2 separate regions of the Ovis aries genome follow, and region 1 is linked to region 2. The links are chromatin contacts, called in public Hi-C maps. All regions are on one chromosome and are shown on one strand. Each heading gives the region's core, a stretch centred on a gene start, on an enhancer-like site or on the middle of the called end of the contact. The rest is flanking DNA. Distances are from core to core; before and after follow the strand shown.

Region 1 (5,577 bases), core at 549-3,048, 180 kb before region 2:
CCAAGGCTTACCTTGTCCGGGCAATAGCTAAGACTGTTTTATAACTGTAGAAGGCCATATTTATATTTTTTTCAACGAGTCAACATAGGGACCTGGGCAGAAGGAGTAAGTAAACAATTCAATACCTTAAAAACATATCGGTTATTCAGACACCAGGATTTAAGTGTTATCAACTACTTCAAGGGTAGAAAATTTGCATATTCTATTCAAAGTGTAAAATCTCCCTCAAGTTCATTTCCAATTTCATTCTTGAATTTCCACCAATCAGGAGTAATATTTTCTTAGCCCTGGATTTGAGAATGGTACTTTTAGATCCCCACACATAGAAATGATCTCTAATACAATGATGTTCATATGATGATATGGTCTTCGAGGATATTTTGATTTATGGTAAATAGTACTTAGTAATTTACTTGAATGGTTGCCAAGTGTCTAAGAAACTGATCAAGACACACTTATTTGTAGCCTAAAATTACAAGTAGACAGTAAATTTTCTGCATTTGTTTTCAATTATCTTTACTCCTTACTTGGCCAAGCTGCTGCCAAACCTTTAAAGACTGAAAATACTCATCAGTGAAAATATGCAAGATACCTACCAATAATTCAAAAGTGGAGGAAGCCTGGTTTCCTACGCTAACGATTCTCTAAAGAGCCCAAGTGAAAGTCGTGTCTCTTTGTCGTGTCTCTATACAGTCAATGGAATTCTCCAGGCCAGAATACTGGAGTGGGTAGCCTTTACCTTCTCCAGGGGATATTCCCAACCCAGAGAACGAACCCAGGTCTCCCGCCTTGCAGGCGGATTCCTTACCAGCTGAGCCACAGGGGAAACCCAAACTGAGCTTTAAACCTTTAAATAAGCTTTCCCAAAATTTTTGACCATCCTACCGGCGCTTTTCAGCCAAAGACAGCAAGGGAATTAGTTTCTCACACTGTCAACAGTTTTCCAACTGCTGGGAAAGGAGTTCCAGTCCCTCCTGGTCGGAAACCATAGAGCTGACGTCTTGAACAAGAATTCAAATGATACTCCAGAACATCTGAACCCAGACCAAGGGCATGTCGTCTCCAGTTGGAGGGGGACAGTTAATCTGCTCTGAGCAACCACTTCCCAGGAGGGAGGGGCCGAGGCCGAGGCGGGGCGGGGCCGAGGCGGGGAGGGTCAGGATCCGGGCCGAGGCGGGGCGGGGCCGAGGCGGGGAGGGGGCGGGGCCGTCGGCGAGCCCCGCCTGCCCTTCCGCACCATGCCTCTAGCTCACCCGGACCTCAGGCTCTCTGGGTTACCTTTGCCTCTGATTCTCGGCGACACTGGGGCAAAAGGCGCCCTCGGCTTCCCCAGCAGATGGCTTTTGTGCGCCTTGTGCGTTGATGGGCTGTGTTTGATGTGGTAGGGTCGGGGGGGGGGTCTTTGTTTTTTTGGAAAGGGGATGGTGCAGGCAGTGGACCACGAGCTTTGGCGGTCCGAATTTATGGAAGGAAGGCGAGGAGCATCGGGGTGCAGGGTGCGGAAAAGAAATGAGGAAATGAAGCACAGAAGGAGCGGTGGGTGGAGGCTGATCTCAAAAGTTGGGGCGCGGGTAGGGGACCGAGGTCAGGGGCTGAGGAGAGAGCGGGGTGGGGCCTGGAAGATGTGGGGAAATCTGGGCGCCGATGGGAGGAGCAGGATACGGAGGGGAGCGGGCTCCGGCGGAAAACAGGCGGGCGCGATCCACCGAGTAACAGCCTGAGGACTTGGCCCGCCCGCCCCTACCTCCTCCGGCCGGCTCCCGGAACGGCTGCCTCAGTCCTCCAGTGCCTTCCCAATGCCCCTCCTCCCCCGGCTCCCCCAGCTAGAAGGGCCAGAAGCCAAGTCTCTATGGCTCCACCTCTTTCCTCCTCCATCACGTCACTGTGAGTGACGACACTACCCGCCAATCAGCTCGCAGATTCTGGGGCGCCAGAGCGTCCTTCGCGGTGGCAGCTCAGGAGGCAGCGAAGTCCGGTTCCCACCGGAGAAACGACTAGTCTACGGGGTTTAGTTTAAGGAGTTGTCTGCTGGGAGACTCAACCCGGCCTGTCCGTCTTCTGTAGGCTGTGGATTCTCATCCGTCCGCCACCCACCCCCCAAAACCCTTTCTTGAAGACTAAATGGAAGAAGCTCTTACTCTACCAGTAGCATAATATGCCTGATAGTCGCCATGGTAACCATCTGGGAGTCACCAATTACATCACTTTGATGTATCCCCCTCCACCTTCCAACTCCGCCACTGAGGGCGGGGAAAATAGCAGGGAGAGGGAATGGCAGAAAGGGCGGGAATGGTGAGGAAAACATTCCTCTCCTATCTCTAGGGTCAAAAACTGGAATATTGTGAAATCTGCATATGGAAATATGAATTCCACTAAAGAAAACTGCTTTATTAATGTTCTCTTAACAGACATTGTTTATGTTCAATAGTGTAGAAATCTCAGTATTTAAAATGTATATTATAGTAGTCATGCGGTGACATTAGCACTGCAGGTTTGGGGGCACTTCAGTTCCCAGGTTAGGGAACTGAGTCATTTTGGGAACGTGAAACATGTAAAAATGTTTTCGCTCCCCAGTTATCTCTACCCATCTATTTTATCTGACTCTAGAAAGAAAACACAATTTTGGTGGGTCTCCTTTGACTAACACCAGACAGGAAGGAATCACTTTCACACGAAGGCTTCTCTTAACATGTAACTGACTACAAACTTTACTCATCTGGGCTGCGCATTTGTAAGAATAAAAGCTGACAGGTATAAAATTTCATTCTTTAAAAAAAATGAAGGCAGCTTTTAATCCACAAAGCATTGTTTTTTAACTAATAACCAAATAGATCAACTATGTTAAATGGGCAAAACTTTTCGGTGTGGCCACTAGAGGGCCCATTGTGCATGTCTGATGGCCAACTTTCCACATAAAGGCTTCCCTTAATGTTCTATGTATTCTAGAATTAAAATCTATAAAGCTTTGGTTTCTGTACCTTTCCTTCCCTGAAAATTCCCAATGGTAAATTTTGAACTCTAAAAGGCTAGGTAGGTATACTTTTCACATTAATTTCATAAATTAATCACTGCATTATCATGCACATGTACTTTTCTGCAAAAGATCATAAAAGATGTAAAAATATTCCTCTCAGTTCCCTGGGAGACATTTTATACCGGGAAATTATTCTTATTCATGCATTGTATTCATTTACAACCAGGCACAGTGAAAATCATTAAGTATTCATAAACCAGACGAGCGATTCCAAACCCAGTATTTGAAAGATGAGCTAGACTTTCTACCATGGCCATATGTCAGCAATCACATTTTAAAAAGGGAAGGGTTAAGAATCTTCCCTATTGAAATCCATTGGTTCAAAGCAGTGTCTGCCTTCTGTTACCAGACCTGGTGGGTTTTTTCTTACTTTCAGGATAAGTTATTTATCATGTAATGAGTTTCTTAATATAATCTTCAGAAGAGAAAAACAATTTTTTTTCTCCCTAACCTTGGCCCTGAGAATTGTAGGTTGCTTTCTTAATGAGCTATTTGCTCACTTTCTATGAAGAAGAGAAAGCATGTTCTGAACCTCATGTTAGATGCTAAAAATAGAAATTATTTTTAAGTTATTTCCCTAAATATGGCTCCAGACCAAATATTACTGACAATGTATATCTTATGTAGGAAGAGACTGTGCATTTACTTCACATAAATTTAAACTCCTGACAGCACAGCTTTAGAAGCAGATTAAAATAAAATCCCTGGGAATAATTTTCCACATTCTCCTCAAGGGGACAATCCAAGTGTCAGGCCAAGGAAATCGCTTATCAACAAAGCAAGAAAGATACAGGAAGGTGGAAAAGAAGATTAGGTAGAAAGGATCTTAGGAAAGTTAAAAAAAAAGAGAGACCAATTTAACCTCTCTTTCCAGGAGATAGAATCAAACATTTGAAATAAGTTCACAAATCCCCTTTGGAGACTTGTGTTCTAAAAAGACATTTAAAACAAAGAAAAATGTGCTTTGATTGATTCCTTAACTTCTGGAATCACAAGCATAGCAACCACACAAGTATAGGTGTATAAATAGTTACGGATGGTAATGGAGATGCTTAGTTCTGAATATCATAACAGCATTATTAACAGGCTGGTCCTTTTATTTTTTTATTTTTTTGGCTGGTGCTTTTTAAAAACGAATCCATAATTAGTAACCATGAAAACCATTGATATGTAGGACTTGAAAATTTTCCTGTTTAAGTGGTATTTACAGATAATAAGATAGCAGGAATTGCCCGTAACAGTACCAAAAAGGTCCTGTACTGTAACGTCGGTGGAGAGTCTAACGTCTAGTGGGTGATTTGACTTCATGATTCTCAGAACCGAGTACTGGTTTCCTCATCTCGCTGCCTGTGTTTCCTTTGTACATTCACGTCTGCGCTGCCGCGTCCTAAGTCATTATCCCCAGGCCCCAGGAAATATCACCAAACAGTCACATTCCTGCAAGACTCGTTTACCGTGTCACGCACCTGAGACCTTCTATTGTTTCATATAAGTTTCCTAGGATGAGGGGGGAGGTGGATATAGGGTAACAGAGAATCTCGACTCCCGCTTCCTCCCTCTCCTTCCTGCGTGCGTGAGCTTGGACGAGGACAAACGCGCCCATCCCTCAAAGCGGAGGTGTGGCCGGCGAGCAGGCGAGGGCCCGGCACGTGATGGGCGGGGAGCCCTCGGGATCGGGGTGCGGGCTGCGCCGCCTTTCCCCCCCATTACCCACAAGCCTCCGGGCCCGCGGGGCGAGCAGGAAGCGGGCGTGCGGGGCCCCGAGGCCTGCCCGGGAGGCGTCTGAGGAGAACTACCGTCCGGGCCTGGCCCCCAACGGGCTCCGGTCTGAGACCGCCGGGTGGGACGCGGAGCTCCTCTTTGACAGCGGTCGGGCGGGAGCCAGTTAGGGAGGCACAGATATCTGTCTCCCTTCCGCACCCCCCCCCCCCCACGCCCCGCTCATTTTTATCAACCGGGCGCCCGTCTGCAGGGGGATTTCTAAGGTCTGGGGACGGCCTCGCGGTGTCACCCCGAGGAGTTCTGCCATCGGGTGACTGACAGACGCTGTTATCTCCTCAAGCATCAGAGAACACGCACGAGCACACTTTGGCCTCACAGGCCCAACCTCCACCCCGTCCTCTAGTTTTGTTTTGTTTTTCACTCGGCCTCCGCATCGCGCCTTCCTGTCTCTCCGCCCGGATCGCCTGCGGTCTCACTTCTCGTCTAGACTCCGCCGGGCGGCTCGCGTTTCTGGCTCCCCCCACCCCCACCCCCGCTCCTCCTCTCCACAGGCTGACGAGCCTCTTCCTCCTTTCGGCCCTTGGCGCTCCCAGCCCCGGACTGCATTTCCCGGCAGCCGCCGCGGCCAGCGGCCAATCAGAGGCTGAAGATTTGGCGGCGGCGGCGGGGGCGCCCGGAGAGTTGGGGTTGGGGGGGGCTTTGTGCGAGGCGGCGGCGGCGGGAGCGGGCGGCGGCAGCGGGCGGCCAGGACGGAGGCGGAGGGCGAGGTGGACTGTCCACACTGATCGCCCGCGGAGAGGCGCGCGAGGCCGCGTCGAGCC
Region 2 (5,743 bases), core at 2,285-4,784:
AAAAAAGAAAACAGTAAGAGGCTCTCCATTTTTCCCCTGCCATATTTAAATAATTAATATAGAGTCAAGCCTTTGTAGTGGTTCAGAGCAACCTCATCTCAATATGTTCAATTCCATTGTGCAACGCTTCTCAAACAAAATATGCATATGAATCACCTGAGGATCTTATTAATCTGCAGCAGCAGTAAGTATGGAGGAGGAACGAGTCTGCACTTCTAACAGCCCCCTAGCAAAGCTGAAGCTTCTGGTCCATGGCCCACAGTTTTAGAGTAAGGTTTTAAAGGAATGATGCTAAAGCTGAAACTCCAGTACTTTGGCCACCTCATGCAAAGAGTTGACTCATTGGAAAAGACTCTGATGCTGGGAGGGATTGGGGGCAGGAGGAAAAGGGACGACAGAGGATGAGATGGCTGGATGGCATCACCGACTCGATGGACGTGAGTTTGAGTGAACTCCGGGAGTTGGTGATGGACAGGAAGGCCTGGCGTGCTGCAATTCATGAGGTCGCAAAGAGTCAGACACGACTGAGCGACTGAACTATACCTTTTTAAAGTCTGACATGTTTGACTATATAAAACTGCAAAACATATGTCAAAAACCACAAAAAAGTCAAAAGGCAAGCCACAAATTTAGAAAAGACATTTGCAGTATGTAGGACATCACGTTTACCTTTTGTATTAGTTCCCTACTGCTGCCTAAGAAATTATCATCCGATACTTTTTGAGTTTCAGAAATATCCACCTGAAAGACTCTTGAAATGATTTACAAATGCCCATTACACATTCCAGCTTTATCTTCCACCCCTCTAGCACCATCACCCACCTGTGTGCACACCTGTATTCCACCATACCTAACAACTCCCTGCATGACACTGAAATCTTAACTTCTCTAACCTTAAAAAAAAAAAGTCACAAAGTCATGTCCAACTCTTTTGAGACCCCACAGACTGTAGCCCGCTAGGCTCTTCTGTCCATGGGATTTCCCAGGCAAGAACACTGGAGTGGGTTGCCATTTCCTTTTCCAGGGGATTTTCCCGACCCAGGGATCGAAACTGGCGGATTCTTTACTGCTGAGCCACCTAGGAAGTCCTCTCTAACCCTAACCAAAACCAAAACATATTTTTGTTTTGATACCACAGCAAGTCCAGGCAGAGTCCTCAGCTCAGCAGGCCTCTCTATCCCTTCAAGTGAGCCTCAGTCTAGTTTGCCTACTTACAGACCAAGTATTTCATCATGCCACTCCGTCATGGGACCAAAATCCCACGGCTCCTTATTCCAGATTTAGACAGAAAAATTATGGACCTTCCTTAACAATTAACCTCTCACTACATGTTTTTTCTCACACCATTTTTTAAAGATATAACATACCATAAAACTCACCCTTTTCAAGTGTACAATTCATGGTTTTAATATACTCAGACTTGCGCAGTTATCGTCATTAAATTCAGAATATTTTCATCATCCTCAAAGGAAACCCCATACCCTTTATCTATCTTTCTCAGTGTCCCCAGGTCCACAGCCCCTGGAAACAATAAAATTTTCTACAGATTTCTATATCCTGGAATTATCCAAAAAATGGAATAATACAATATTTGGTCTTTGTGTCTTCATCCATGTAGCACATTTTCAACGTTCATCCATTTGCAGAATGTCTAGTACTTCATTATTTTCTATGGCTAAATAATTTCATTGTATAAATACACTGAGCTGTGCTATGCTTAGTCCTCCAGTCCTGTCCGACTCTTTGCGATGCTACGCGCTGTAGCCCACCAGGCTCCTCTGTCCATAGGGATTCTCCAAGCAAGAATACTGGAGTGAGTTGCCATTCCCTCCAGGGGTATGAATATACTATATTTTAACAATTCTTCAGTTGATGAGCATTTGGGATATTTCCCTTTTTTGGCTATTATAAATAAAGTTGCTATGAACATGTGTGTACAGGATCTTATGCGGACACGTTTTCAGTTCTCTTGGGTATGTATCTAGCAGCAGGCTTGCTAACAGTACACTGTAACGTTTTTAGGAACTGCCAAACCGTTTTCCAAAACACTGAACCATTTTACATTTCCACCAGCAATGTCTGGGAATTTCATTATTACATTTCAACCAATGAGAATGTTATAATTCCTGAAGACAAGGAGAGGTGTGCCCTCACCATAGAACCGTAATCCTCTATGAAGAATATTGCATTAACAAACAGAAGTATATTTCCGGCACGACGACACAGAATAAAATGTCAGAGGTCTGAATATATTGAGCAAGTGAGTTAACCTTTCACTGTCAGCAGTTCTTCCACCGTAAAACAGGGACGCTGTGATGACATCTACGTTGCAGTCACCGTTAAGATTACATACAACCCACGGACAGGTGCTTTCCAACACTGATGATGATCGGTGATTCAATACCGGGCAATGCTTTAGGGGCAAAGGGCTAAATGCCCAGATCCCTCCCTTTCCTTGGCGTTCCTTCCCAGCGGGAGGGGGCTGCAGCCACATCCCTCCTCGGAGAGAGGCGGCCCCCACGAACCACGCAGGATAAATTGTGAGGACTGGAAAAGCAAAGCCAGGTCACTCCAGCCCAACCTCGTCCCCAAGACGAGAGATTCGCAGCCTGCTACTCAGCAGGTTCAGCGCAGGATGTTTTTCCTGGTAAGAAGATATTTATTACGGCTGAAGCGCAAGAGGAGGGGCAAAGAAAACACAAGCATATACCCCCACCGACGATCCTAGTCTCTTGTCTCTCCAAAGCCGTATTAGGAAAACGCACGAAACCCAATTCATTACGAACTCTTGGGAGCTGTATCAATCCCAATGGCCCTCACCCCCAAAGATTCCCCTATCGGACCCCCCCACTCCACCCTGGGGACCGGTGGCGCAAAGCTCACCTGGTGGCCTCCACCAGCACGACCCGGCTCTGACCAGGCGCCTCCAGACGCGTAGTAGCCATCGCCTCCTCCGCCTTCCCCCGGCCAGGTGGTCTCCGCCGGGCCGCCCCCGCGTCCCCGCCAGGAAATGGGAGGTTGGGGAGGCTCGGGGCGCGGGGGGTAGATGGGCGGAGGCGGGTGCACCGGCACATCTCCACCCCCAGGCCCGTAGTAGCGGCCATAAGACGGGCCGTCACTGGGGCCGTAGCCCGAGCGCCTCAAGGCCGACATGGGCTCTGCCGCCCCCAGGCGCTTCCCGGCCCCCCGCCCCTCACGGCCGGCCCACCGCGCAGGCGCCGACGGGGGAGCGTGAATGGACCACAGGGAAAGGGGGTCGGCCTGCAACAGCCAATGCTAGGCAGGATCCCACCCCCCTTCACTTCCGCGTCCTAAGAGGACGAGGGCGGCTGTCCGTGACTCTGGGGTCTAAGAAGCAGGAGAACGAGCGTTCCTTAAAAGGGAGAACGCACCTCCGCACTGTCCGTGCAGCCTAGACTCCTCTTCCCCTTCTCGTCAGGGATATGTAAAGGATATCCTGGGGCGGGGGAAACCACACGAACTGTCCCGCCTCTTCCTGAGGGCGGGGACGTGGTGCCGGAAGTGGGTGGGGTAACATGGCGGCGTTTCCGGCAGGCCCCGGCTACTGAAAGCCGGGGCGGCGGCGTTTGTCCGGGTCCGGTTCCTGTCCCGGTCCCGCAAAGGCGGCGGCCGCGGTGGGAGGAAGGAGGTGTGGGACGCGCTGGCCCACCGCCGCTATACGCTGCAGCTCTGTCTCGACTCAAAATGAACTATATGCCTGGCACCGCCAGCCTCATCGAGGACATCGACAGTGAGTAGTTCATCTCCTCAGAGTGAAGTCTAGGGTGAAACTCTTCCTCCCAGGAGGGTACCTCTTAAGGAGGAAGCTGATAGAATGAGTCCGGGCCGGGGGCGGTGTGTATTTAGTCCAGTTCTGGACTTCCGGCGTTGGCATCCTCGCAGGATGCGGGAGTCACGGGACACACCGTTTGCCACTTTATCCCCTCCTGCCTGTATCCCGCCTCTCGCAGCTTCCACCGTATCTACCGGGCAAGCTGTAGAATTCATTTCTGCTTTTCAGAGTTGCGGCTGCTGAAGCGCACATGTGAAGGTTACCGTTTCCCCGGTCCATCGTCTCCCACCTGTGGTATTTCGAAGTACCAGGTGGTTACTGGGTGGATGAATGAGAATTCTCAGAAAAAGGGTTCTTGCAGAAACGAAAATAGTAATACAACAGCAGTTGGACTTAATTAGCACTAAACGTAGGGTTTATACTGTGTGGCCGTTTGCAGTCTTTTAACCGTTTGAGAGTATTTAGCTTTTCAGACTAGGTAGTGACTTTTCCAGAAAGACTGAGTCACTTCAAATTTACTTTTTTTCCTCTGTTAGTTTTCTCTTGCTGTTAAGACCTCCCTTATTCCAAGTCACTATCCTGAAGAAGAGCTCGGTTGTATCAGATGTCTTTTGTTTTTCCAAACTCTCATCTGTGAATTACTCCTAAAACAACACTTTTTAAAGTTGTGCCAATTGTGTGATCTGTCTCATTAACTTGTAATTGCTGTGAAACATTTACCACACAGTTCCAAACAAGTTCAGCAATTTTCTGCAGTTACTGTGTATGTAAAGAGTGAATTTGTGATGAAATCCTCTTCCTATTCTCTGAAATCACTCTTCAGATCCAAATTAGTGATTTTGCTACTGAAGGGAATGTAGTGTAGCTTGGATCAAATTCATGTGTGAATAACCACTGTACAGGCCTGTCTGTAACATGTAATGAAATCTTTAATTCTAGTTGTCTTGAGGATGGTGCCCTCACCTCTCTAGTTATGTATCTGAGTTATTTGAGATCCCTAGCACATCCTGCCATTCTAACAAAAATAATTGTTTTTCTCAAGTCTCTAACCCCATTTTGCAGATTCCAAGCTCCTCCTCTACTGAATGGTTTCAAATCATTTCATACGCAGCCTTCAGTGCAACACACACACACACACTTTCCTCCTCTCTCCTCAGTCTTCCTGTATTTTCACCCATCCTGTCATCTCAGTTGGAAGTATTCCTCCCTTTCAGTCTGTGTCTTATTTATTTTTCCTTCCAGCTGCTTCTGGAATCCATTAATACCCTTTTTCTCTCATATTTCTTGCTCCCCTTCATGTATGTTCTTGTCTGTCGTATTTTTTTTCAGTTATATTTCACCATCAAATTCCCATTCCTTTTTTCACATCTGTACCCCCAAACCTCTTAAATCATCTCCCATTTTAACTATTTCCTGGCTACCTGGAGTAGACCACCTCTGTCACCCTACAATCAGATTTTTTTGTCAACACACTACTGAAACTGCAATCTTAAAAGACATCTGTCTAATGCATTCCTTCCCCTTTTTGGCGCTGTGATGCCATCATCATAGGATTCTTCATTTTCTTGATTTTTCCAACACTGGTCCTTGATTTTCTTATCTCTGCAACAGTTATTGTTCCCTAAAATAAATGGACCCCTAGGTTCCATCTTTGGCTGCTGCTTTCTTTAAATCTCTAGGAGAGTTCCTGGACTTTAATAATGATATCACCTCTTTGTGGGCATATCAAAAATTGCTCTTTGGCCTTCCAGTCTTAGATCTCCAGTTGCCAGCTGACGTTTCTGCACAGGTGTCTTGATACCACTTGAGAATCACAACAGCAAAACACCTTTCATGGGATCTTGCTTCTTTCACTCCTAACTTTTGGTACATAGTCCTCCCTGACAAGATGACTCAAAATTCCTGCATCATCTTTAACCCATCTCTTCAGCTTCCCACTCTCTCACACAC

The links. A called contact is a pair of places that touch in the nucleus more often than the background predicts.
Region 1: a contact with region 2 is called in a Hi-C map of liver, with 4 times the contacts expected there. The contact joins the promoter of LETM2 here to the promoter of LSM1 in region 2. A contact is called at or near these places in 3 of 16 Hi-C or Micro-C datasets (blood, liver and skin fibroblasts).

Annotation. Positions count from the first base shown.
Region 1 is chr26:32,617,707-32,623,283 of ARS-UI_Ramb_v3.0, reverse strand. It overlaps LETM2 (leucine zipper and EF-hand containing transmembrane protein 2), which reads right to left and starts at 1,798. Exons shown (of 7, transcript XM_060407157.1): 1 at 1,279-1,798; 2 at 12-92. The coding sequence starts at 58. NSD3 (nuclear receptor binding SET domain protein 3) reads left to right here and starts at 5,482. Exons shown (of 25, transcript XR_003587200.3): 1 at 5,482-5,577.
Region 2 is chr26:32,442,486-32,448,228 of ARS-UI_Ramb_v3.0, reverse strand. It overlaps LSM1 (LSM1 homolog, mRNA degradation associated), which reads left to right and starts at 3,534. Exons shown (of 4, transcript XM_004021778.5): 1 at 3,534-3,751. The coding sequence starts at 3,706. BAG4 (BAG cochaperone 4) reads right to left here and starts at 3,188. Exons shown (of 5, transcript XM_015104605.4): 1 at 2,884-3,188. The coding sequence starts at 3,153.